3 separate regions of the Mus musculus genome follow, and all the other regions are linked to region 2. The links are chromatin contacts, called in public Hi-C and promoter capture Hi-C maps. All regions are on one chromosome and are shown on one strand. Each heading gives the region's core, a stretch centred on a gene start, on an enhancer-like site or on the middle of the called end of the contact. The rest is flanking DNA. Distances are from core to core; before and after follow the strand shown. Region 1 holds the start of Fktn (fukutin). Region 2 holds the start of Zfp189 (zinc finger protein 189). Region 3 holds the start of Zcchc7 (zinc finger, CCHC domain containing 7).

What was found. Promoter capture Hi-C pulls out the DNA fragments that hold promoters and counts their contacts. Hi-C and Micro-C count contacts between places; a contact is called where the count stands out from the background.
Region 1: a promoter capture Hi-C map of pre-B cells shows a contact between it and region 2. The contact joins the promoter of Fktn here to the promoter of Zfp189 in region 2. A contact is called at or near these places in 2 of 39 promoter capture datasets (cranial neural crest and pre-B cells).
Region 3: a Hi-C map of CD4 T cells shows a contact between it and region 2, with 8 times the contacts expected there. The contact joins the promoter of Zcchc7 here to the promoter of Zfp189 in region 2.

The regions. Positions count from the first base shown.
Region 1 is chr4:53,712,617-53,715,630 of GRCm38.p6, reverse strand. It overlaps Fktn (fukutin), which reads right to left and starts at 1,477. Exons shown (of 10, transcript NM_139309.5): 1 at 1,436-1,477.
Region 2 is chr4:49,519,907-49,522,826 of GRCm38.p6, reverse strand. Zfp189 (zinc finger protein 189) reads right to left here and starts at 1,651. Exons shown (of 3, transcript NM_145547.3): 1 at 1,232-1,651; 2 at 345-429. The coding sequence starts at 1,264. Mrpl50 (mitochondrial ribosomal protein L50) reads left to right here and starts at 1,744. Exons shown (of 2, transcript NM_178603.4): 1 at 1,744-1,865. The coding sequence starts at 1,774.
Region 3 is chr4:44,754,818-44,758,178 of GRCm38.p6, reverse strand. Zcchc7 (zinc finger, CCHC domain containing 7) reads right to left here and starts at 1,620. Exons shown (of 9, transcript NM_138590.4): 1 at 1,487-1,620.

The sequences.
Region 1 (3,014 bases), core at 228-2,727, 4.2 Mb before region 2:
GAGGGTCCAGCCCATTATGGGTGGTGTCATTCCTGGGCTGGTGGTCCTGGGTTCTACAAGAAAGCAGGCCAAACAAACCATGAGAGCAGGTAAACAGCATCCCTCCATGGTCACTGCATCAGCTCCTGCTCCAGGTTGCTGCCCTCAGTGCTTTGGATGATAAACTGTAATCTAAAACTTAGCAAACCAAACCCTTTCTTCCCCAGTCACTTTTGGTCATGGTATTTCACCACTGTAGTATTAGCTCTAACTAAGACAGTGAGTAAAGCCTTTCCCTCAAGAGGCAAGTGACTAACTGCTTGGTTGAGAGCATTTACCCAAGGCTGGTCTGTCGATCATTATGCAGCTCTGTTTCCTAGTGCTTTTTTTTTTTTTTGTCTTGGCCTCCAAAGTGCTGGTATTACAGGTGTGTGTTACCATGGTTGGCTCACAGGCTGACTTTTACTTAATGGAAATCTTCAAACTAGAAAGACTGGAATATCATTCTTTATAGCCGAGAAAGCTTGAGACATACAAGAAAGCGGCTTGCCTTGTACTACCTGAGAAATTGGCGATCGTGATGAAATCTGAATTCAGTTCTCTGGACGACTTTTATCTAAAGCTTTTAACTACCCGGCCCCATTTTTATCAAATCTTTCCCGATATTCCCCAACTGATAATGTAAACGGAAGACAGGAACGTTCCTACATGCAGTTATCTCGCATCGCTAACCGCGCCCACCTTATCATTATTATTGTTACTTATTATTATTACCATCGTCATCATACTATTAAGCATAGTGAGCACTCCTTCAAACGAACTAAGAATGACTACTGAGGAGTCTAAGAAGAGAGGAAAGCGACTGGTAAGCCAACCACCACCTCTCTTCGAAGCAGTTGCAGCAGGCTGCTTGCTGTACACAGAACTTGGCTTTGGCGCAGCATCAAAGTCCTTCTCAGGTGGAACCCTCCCTGGGCGGCTGCCCTGCCAACCCCCTTCCTTTCCCTGTAAGTTCATGCCACGGCGTCGGATGCACTCAGAGCAGCAGCAGGCTGCATCAGTTCCTCCCCGGCGGAGCCACCTTGGCATGCATTGGTCCTCACACCTGATCGGTCTCCCCGCATCGTCCGCTCTCGCCAACCAGCTCAAGCGTCACTGTCCCAGCCCGGCCTCTTAAGCGTCTCCATGAACCTCCAAAATCGAACCCTCGCGGGTCAGGACGATCAACGGACAGCATGGGCGTGTGGGAACGATCTGTCGCCGGGACAGCGGGGACGGCGGCAGCAAGCTCGTGCACGGACTGCGGCCGACCTCGGACTCCTCCCCGCCGCCGTAGGGAGGGTACCCCAAAGGTGGACGACCGCTACTCAGGGTATACCAGTAGACCAGCGACAGTGCCTGAAGGAACCCGCCCACGCCCAGGCTCGGCTACCCGGCCCCGGTGCCCTCATCTTACCTAACTCTAGAGCTGCGGCGGAGGCCTCGCTTTACGGCAACTGTCGCAAAGAAGCGGTCAAGCGCGCAGCGGCGTACGCTGGCTGTTGCTTTGTTCTCCGAGCGCTCCTATTAGTGTGGCCTATTTGGCCATCAGAAATCTGCAATCAGCCGTCCCTCCGGCAGTGCCCTGAGGCTGCCTGGAGTTTAGAGAAAAAACAGAACTGTCCCCCGTAGTGTACGGCTCATCAGACAGAGCGCAGAAAGTGCAAACCTAGGGTGGATAACGATTCTTTTTCTCCCTCCCTCCCTCCCTCCCTCCCTCCTCCCCCTTCTCCTCTCTCTACATTCTGCTATTGGGGACAGAATGGGGAAGAGCACTATGTAGTGATGCAAGTACTCATGAAGTTGAGGTGCCTACTTGACATCCAGGTCTAGAAGATGCGATCTTCCAGTTTGGGGCTTGAAAGAAATATAGATGCTTCTGGGCCTGGCACCTAGCATCTTTGCTTTTAGCAGAGCCATTTAAAGAGTTATTGGCAAGGAGCAGATGTGGATTTTGATAGGAATTTTTGAAAATTAAAAAGCACTAAAGAAATTATTGTAATTTTACGTTCTTTCTACGAAAATTACTAACGGCGTATAGAAAAAAATGAAATAATTTACCTACGCACCCCGTTCTATATCATTTAGCTCAGACTGGCCTTAAATTCTACTCAGCCAATATGGTGTTCAACTGATCCTACACATCTTCCACATCTCAAGTGCTGAGATAACAAGTGTGCATCGCCATGCTTGTCTTAAAACAGAATTTTTCAAAAAGTTGTGATGGAATGTGGCTGTATCAAAAATTTCTATTGTCTGACATGCCTACAATTCAAGTATTTGGGGGGCCAAGGCAAGAGGATCTAGAGTGAGCTCTTGTCTTTAAACACATGCAAACGCACATGCACGCACGCACACACACATGCACACATGCACACAATATAATTGATGCCTATTGGAGTACTAAGAGGTGATATTTTAAAAGATATTAGGAATGCTTATTATGCTCAACTATGTCTGGAAATTATAAGGAGGAAAAAAAAAAACTTCCCGGGTTTTAGAAGTGAATAGATTTCAAGTGCATAGTAAATATTATCCTGCATAAACCTTGCAGGAGGCAGAGGACTAGCCAGCTTTCTAGCCAGTTTTCTGATTTGAGCTAAGTTTAAGTTTAGATCTCACTGTTTTCCCTATATAAGCACAGTCATAATGTGCCATCTACATTATCAAGTTTCTGTTTCTATAAAGTGGACTGGGATTTAGAGGAAGGGATTTAGCACCCTTCAAAGAAAATTGACAATCCTTTTGGTTATCCTAGATTTAACTTGTCAGCAATTTTTTTTGAAACTTACTTCTAAATTTTCCTCTACTTGCAAGTAACCTTATTCTTTTTAATATAAACTTACAAAGTAAAAGCCCTGCTTACACCGGAAGTTGGACAATAACCAGGTAAGCACGCTGACATCGATGGTCCTTGTTGATGGGTTGAATGTGAAATGCTCCCCAGACGCTTCTGTTGGAATCCCTTGTCTCCAGGCAGTTTTAGAACCTTGGAG
Region 2 (2,920 bases), core at 402-2,901:
CTCTGTGCCAGCTTTCAGTGTAGGCCGGAGCGGTAAGGAACACTGTGTGATGAGCAGCCCAGGCTCCAGAAGGCAGAGTGAAAAGAGGGTGGGAGGAGAGCCGTGGGAAGATGAACCGGGAAGGAAAGTACAGAGCCAACAGAGCCGTCTGGGAATGAGATTCTGAAGCTGCCAAAGCCAGCCTTTGCTAACAAGGAAGCGAGGGAGACCAGAGTTGTAGAAAGATCCGAATCAGAAGGTTGGGACAAAATAGTGCTGGTGTCAGTTACACTGCTTGACGCATTCTGGGTTTAAGTGTTAGTACCTTATTAGATATTTTAGTTAGAAAAAGCGTGCATTCTTACCCAGCGAGACCAGCTTTCCGTAGCTGTCCATCATGACATCTTTATACAGGCTTCTCGGAGCTGGATCCAGATAACCCCACTCCTCCTGAGTAAGAAACATAGCCATAGCCTCAAATGTCAGCCACTGCTGGAATTGTTTTCTCTCTGTAGTCAGTTCCAGTGGTCTCTCCACTGAAAGTGGGAGAAGTTATTGTCACTTTACCATGCTCCCATTCACTAGGAGGAACACGGTAAGTAAGAGTTCCAAAAGGTGCTCAATTCATGGCACCTCACACTGAAAAGGATCTGGACTGGTCTAGATCCACGCCTTCCAAACTGAAGGTCTTCTCTGCTTTCGTTATTACACACTAATACCACGACTGTTTTTAGTTAACAGCCTTAAGACCACCCCAACGTTCCCTGGCCTCACTGTTCGCCCCAAGCTTCTACCCACACCAGCTTGGGACCCAATTCGACGCAGTTCCATTAGGTTTTCTAAACACTCACCTTGAGTTCAGACATTGTGCTAGCTGCAGAGGACAGACGAGATTTAAAAAAAAAAAAGAAGAAAAGAAAGAAAAAAGTGCCTCACCTGAGAAACTCATAAATGAGATCTAACTTGGAGCAGTCTTAATTTTCCCCAGCCGATTTATCAAGTTACTCTTGAAAAAAAGAAAAAAAGAAAGAAAGGAAAAAAGAAAAAGGGGCCTTGGGGAGTTTGTAAGTGAACTAAAAGCACCTTGCAGCAAGGGGTATGTCCCGCAGCAAGGGGTACACAGGAGTTGACTGGGGTCCTTTCTTAAGAGTTGTAGAAATGGCCAGGAGGGGGACAGGGGAAGAGGTGATGGCGCGGCCTTGCTGTCTTGGGAGTGGCGAAATAACGGAGATCTCTTGAAAGGGCAACTCACCTTTGGCTCCAGCGGTGGGCTTGGGGACGCCATCGCCTCGTTCAGGAATAGCAGCCACACGACATTGGGGCTCTGATGAGGCCTAGATGGCTGTTGGAAATAAGGCTCGGCGAGAAGGGGCTCACCGGATGGGTCTGGTGTGGTCCTGCCTCTGTCTCGGAGCGGTCAAGTTCCTAGGGGCATATCAGACGTTCTGTCTGGCTGTCCTCCAACCCCAAACCCAGTCCTCTGTCCCGCTGCCTAGCCTTAGGGTCTCCCTGTAATATCTCCTCCTTGTTGCCAATTCCTCCGCCTCAAAGTCAAGCTGCACTACTACCGACCACCCCCGGACCAGAAGGCGTTACCCGGAGCCTTCGCGGAACCGCTCCAACTACAACTCCCAACATGCCCAGGGAGCGAGCCACCGCCTTCTTCCGTAAATGGCAAGCGAACTACATTTCCCGGAATGCATAGGTCTGGGCAACGTCAGGGGCCGCTGAAGTAAGCTCTCATCTGATTGGCTGAGTCGGGCACGTCTGGCGCTCTTGGGTTGCTTGTCGAGAATGGCGGCGCTGATCGTGTCTCGGTTAGCAAGAAGAGGCTGGCTGTGGAAGCTTCCCTTGGCAACACGTAGAGAATTTTGGTCTCGATCCAGGTAAATCTGAGTGTTTCTCAATGGTCTAAGTTCCACGTAAGTAATCAGAAGCGGAGGGGACGAGTTCAGAGGGTTAAGATGGGACCCTGGTCCTGAGCCTTCAGGAGTTAGCGTGGAGTAGGGATCCGAGCTAAAAGCTTACGTTTCTGCGATTGGCAGGACCGCTTCTAACGGCAACACGGTGCGCTTTCCCAGATTTCACTGATGCATACAACAAATAGTTTCTAAATGCCTTCCGTGTCTCTAAGTGTGTACCCAGCAGTACTCTCTTTCCCACGCTTTAGTTCCACACGGGAGGGAACTGAGGCCCACTGAAGAGAAGCACGCACATGGTGGATCCAGAAGCCCCGTGACTTAACTGCTTATCCACAGTTTTCCTCACTGCATCCTGTGGGATCTATGTATATTACTTAGATAATATTTAGGGCCTGAAAATTTAACCGCTGGGACCTCAGAGAACAACGAACGTATTAAGTTAGAAGTTTGAATCCTCACCCCATGTATTAACTCTAACCTTTCCCTGGTTAGTGTCAGATGTCCCAAGTTCATTTCTTTTTTTTTTCACTCAACAGATATTTTAGTGTTTACTATATGATAAATATTAAAGATAAAGTGGTTAATTAGACCAAATCTTTGTCCTCATAGGAGAAGGGGGGCAGTTGGTGATAAACTGTTCATTTTTCAGGTAACCGTTCTTTAAGGTGTAAATGGATGTAGTGATGTATATTCACATAGAGGAGAGATTTCAGCAGTCAGGCCAATCCCACCTTTTTACATCCCTTTTTGCGTTCTGTTTGTTTGTTTTGTTTATTGTCAATCATCATAGCTCTGTGTTAGAATTTTAAATCTTGAAGCATAATTTCTTCCATGTTTTTCTTGCTCATGATTGCTGCAGCTATTCGTAATTTAAGATTGCTCTTTATGTCTTTGGGAAAAGCCATTCGATTTTTTTGAGTTAAGTATTTAAGTAGTGCAGACATGGAACAGTCATTGAACATGGACTGTCTCTTCATTTATATGTGTGTTTTCTGTTTCTTTCATGGATGGTTTAGAGT
Region 3 (3,361 bases), core at 371-2,870, 4.8 Mb after region 2:
CCAGTGTTCTACCTGGGGCTGGACCCCACCTTGAGGGCTGAATTTTTAAATCCACAGTTGTCAATGGATAAAATGACTAATAGTTTATTCTCCACTTAGGTTTATAACTTACAAGAATCTCAGTGTGCTACTGAGATTCAGTGAAGGCAGAAACAAAACCAATTACAAAAGTTAAAATGTCTGCCCCTTTTTCAAATGTTACTGTCACTTCCAATCAAAGGAGGTAAGGAATCCAAATGGGACCATCAAAGAGAGAAACAATGGGCTTGTCTCCATGTCAGAAATGCATGCTAAATTTACTGATGTTAACTTCTAACTACTCTTTGGACTCTGCTGGAAACAGTGCTTCTCCTATTTGTCCCATGCACTGTTAATCGTGTAGTTTTCATACAATTTTCACTTCCAATTCTTCCCTCAGATCATTCCCCATCCTCTGACTAAATGACAATAATTAACTGTCCCTAAAGCACAACACCGTCTTAAATACACACGCTGCAATTTAAGGTCTAAATGTTCAACACCAAGTCGAGAGCTTTTGAAGGGAGCCTAGTCATTAAATTAAGGGTGATTTTATACTTGGGAAAAACAGGCTCAGGAAAAAAATTATCCAATGGGCTAAAAAAGGCCCTTAAAAGTTTCCTTCTGCCGGGCGTGGTGGCTCACCCCTTTAATCCCAGCACTCTGGAGGCAGAGGTAGGCGAATTTCTGAGTTCGAGGCCAGCCTGGTCTACAAAGTGAGTTCCAGGACAGCCAAGACTATACAGAGAAACCCTGTCTCAAAAAAAAAAAAAAAAAAAAAAAAAAAAAGTTTCCTTCATTCAACCCTGAGACTTGAAATCACAGTAAACTCGACCTAAAGGTATTCTGAGCGTCGGCAGCTAATCAGTGATGGCTGGAACTGGGGGCTGCCAACTCCCAACCTCGATTTCCCCACAGTAAAATTGACTACAACTGTCTGCTGTTAGGGTGTGCGGGCGCGGGGGCAGAGGATCATCTTAGGATACCCTGGTTTTATATAAGGAATGGGGCATAGTTCCCAGATTCTTTGTGTCTACTCGTGAAGCGGCTACTTGACAGCACCAGCTTAAGGTGGCCCCCGACTGGACGCATCCTTGAGGGCCAGGTTCCCCTCAGCGAAGGGAGACCTCCACATTTCGGGACTGGCCCACCTCCCCAGGACGGGTGAACCGTGGGAGGCGGTGGAGTAACGCCGACAGAGAAGACGTGCCCGTCAAGGCCATCGCCGCCCAGCCTTGCCCAAGCCCTGGTCTCGGGCCGCCAAACCCCAGCCCGGTCACTGAGCCGCGTGGGGCGGCACGGAGCTGAGAGGCCATTTGCTGCGCTGCACTGCGCTGAGCCCCGAAGGACCGGGAGGGGAAGGCCAGAGAGGGGCACGCATTAGTTCCACAGCTCCGCGGGCGAGGCGGAGAGGGGAAGGGGTCCCCCGGCCGCGGGACAGCTCGGGGTCCGTCACACACATACTCACTGCCGCGGCCGCGACCAGGAAGCACCAACCAGGAACCGAAACGCGTAGAGGAACGGGGAGGGGCGAGGACAAATGAGGTAAGGAAGCCGCGTCCGCGCGGACTCCAGGGAGGAGAAGGTACTTCCGGGGAAAACAGAGCTCTTGGGAGCTGTCCTTCCGCCCAACCCGCGAGTCCTCCGAGCGCATGCGTAACGCTTATTAACCCTTTGTTTTCTCCGCCTATAAACTTTGTGTTTGGTTTTGTTCTTTTTTTCTTCATCCTTCCTTTCGAAAAGAAATCTCGGCTGAAAAAATTATGGTGCATATTTTTATCTTATGAGTTATACTAAATAGAAGCTACTTGAAGGGCAAAAGTAAGTGCGAGTTCACTTACTCCCGTGTTGGAAAGAAAACTACAATTCCCATGATACCTTGGTCCGGTCGGCAGGGGCTGTCTCTTTTCTAGCTCTGGGTGACGCCCTCGTAGTAACACGTGGCGCAGAGCAAATCGGCCCCTTTTCCGGGTGGAGGTCAGAGTTAGTAGGGGATTTAGGGTTAGTAGGTGACTTCGGAGAGGGACCTTGATAATGCCAGCGCGGGAAGAGGCATTTTTGAGAGTGTCTGGTTTGGGTTTTGGTTTTTCCGCTAGTGGGAATAGTGACCGCACGGCTTTTCTCACCTTAGGTTGTAAAGTGCACTCGGAGGTGCTTCCGCCTTGTTAACTGTTTGTGAACCGTGAAGAGCTGCACTCCTGCAACACGGAGTAAATGCTGTTCTTTCTGGTACTAGGAGACGGTGTTCACGGCCTCCAGCATTGGTTCCCTTGGTCACACCTTTAAGAAAAAACAAAAAAACAAAAAAACTTTAATTATGAGGTTGGACGTGTAACCCAGTTGGTAAAGTGCTTGCTTACCGCATAGAAGGCCCTGGGTTCATTTTTAAGTTCCACCACATAAGCAGCCTAGTACAGAGGAGGTGGAAAAAGGAAAATAAGGAATTCAAGTTCATCCTTAGCAACGTGGAGCAGTCAAAGATAGCCTGAGCTACTTAAGACCTTGTCACAGTCAAACACAAACAAACATAAGTTCATCTAAGCAACTTTACAAATACCGAATTAGGTACTGACAACATCCCTGATAGATGAGTTTGATTTTAAATCTTTTTGCCAACATTTATTGAACATATTAGAGCCAAGCTGTCAGCCTTCTACGTTATTAGAAAACTAAGCTTATATTTACTTAAACTAAATTATAGGGGGGTTGGGGGAAGAGTTTCAGGAAAATGTCAGGCTGTTCTAGAAAGTCCAGATAAAGTAGAAGAATTTTAAGGTCTTGTTACAGTATTAGGAGTTTGAAAATAATTACAAAATTCGATTAGCATTATGGTTATGTGCTAGGAAAGAAAGGGACAAGACACTATAAAAAGGCAAAATTGAAAAACCTATTTGGGGGATAGAAAAAGTGGTATAGAAGTAGGTCACATGTTTGGACAGTTCAGGGAATATGTGCCAAAGGAATGCTGTGTGTGTGTTTGTGTGTGTGTATGTGTGTATTAAAAGACTGAATTTTTAATCAAGGGCCATAATAACTCCTCTTAGTATATTGTTAGCTTACAGGTGATTTCACTAGACTCCTCCCAGGGACCGAGCAAGGGATTAGAGGACCTATAAAAGGACTGCTGGCCACCCGGCTCTCTGTGTGTTCCATAATCTCATATGTCCTCTCCTTTTTCTTTTTTCCCCTCCCCCCTCTCTGTTTTCAGAGTTCCCTCTCCCCCGTCTGTCCTCAGAGGTCCCCCTACCTCTTGCCCTCGTGGCCCCTGCCTGCCTCTATACCCTTTCCTACCCTGTCCCAGGTCCTCAGTCCTCTCCCTTCCCCCAGGAAACCTCTTTTATAC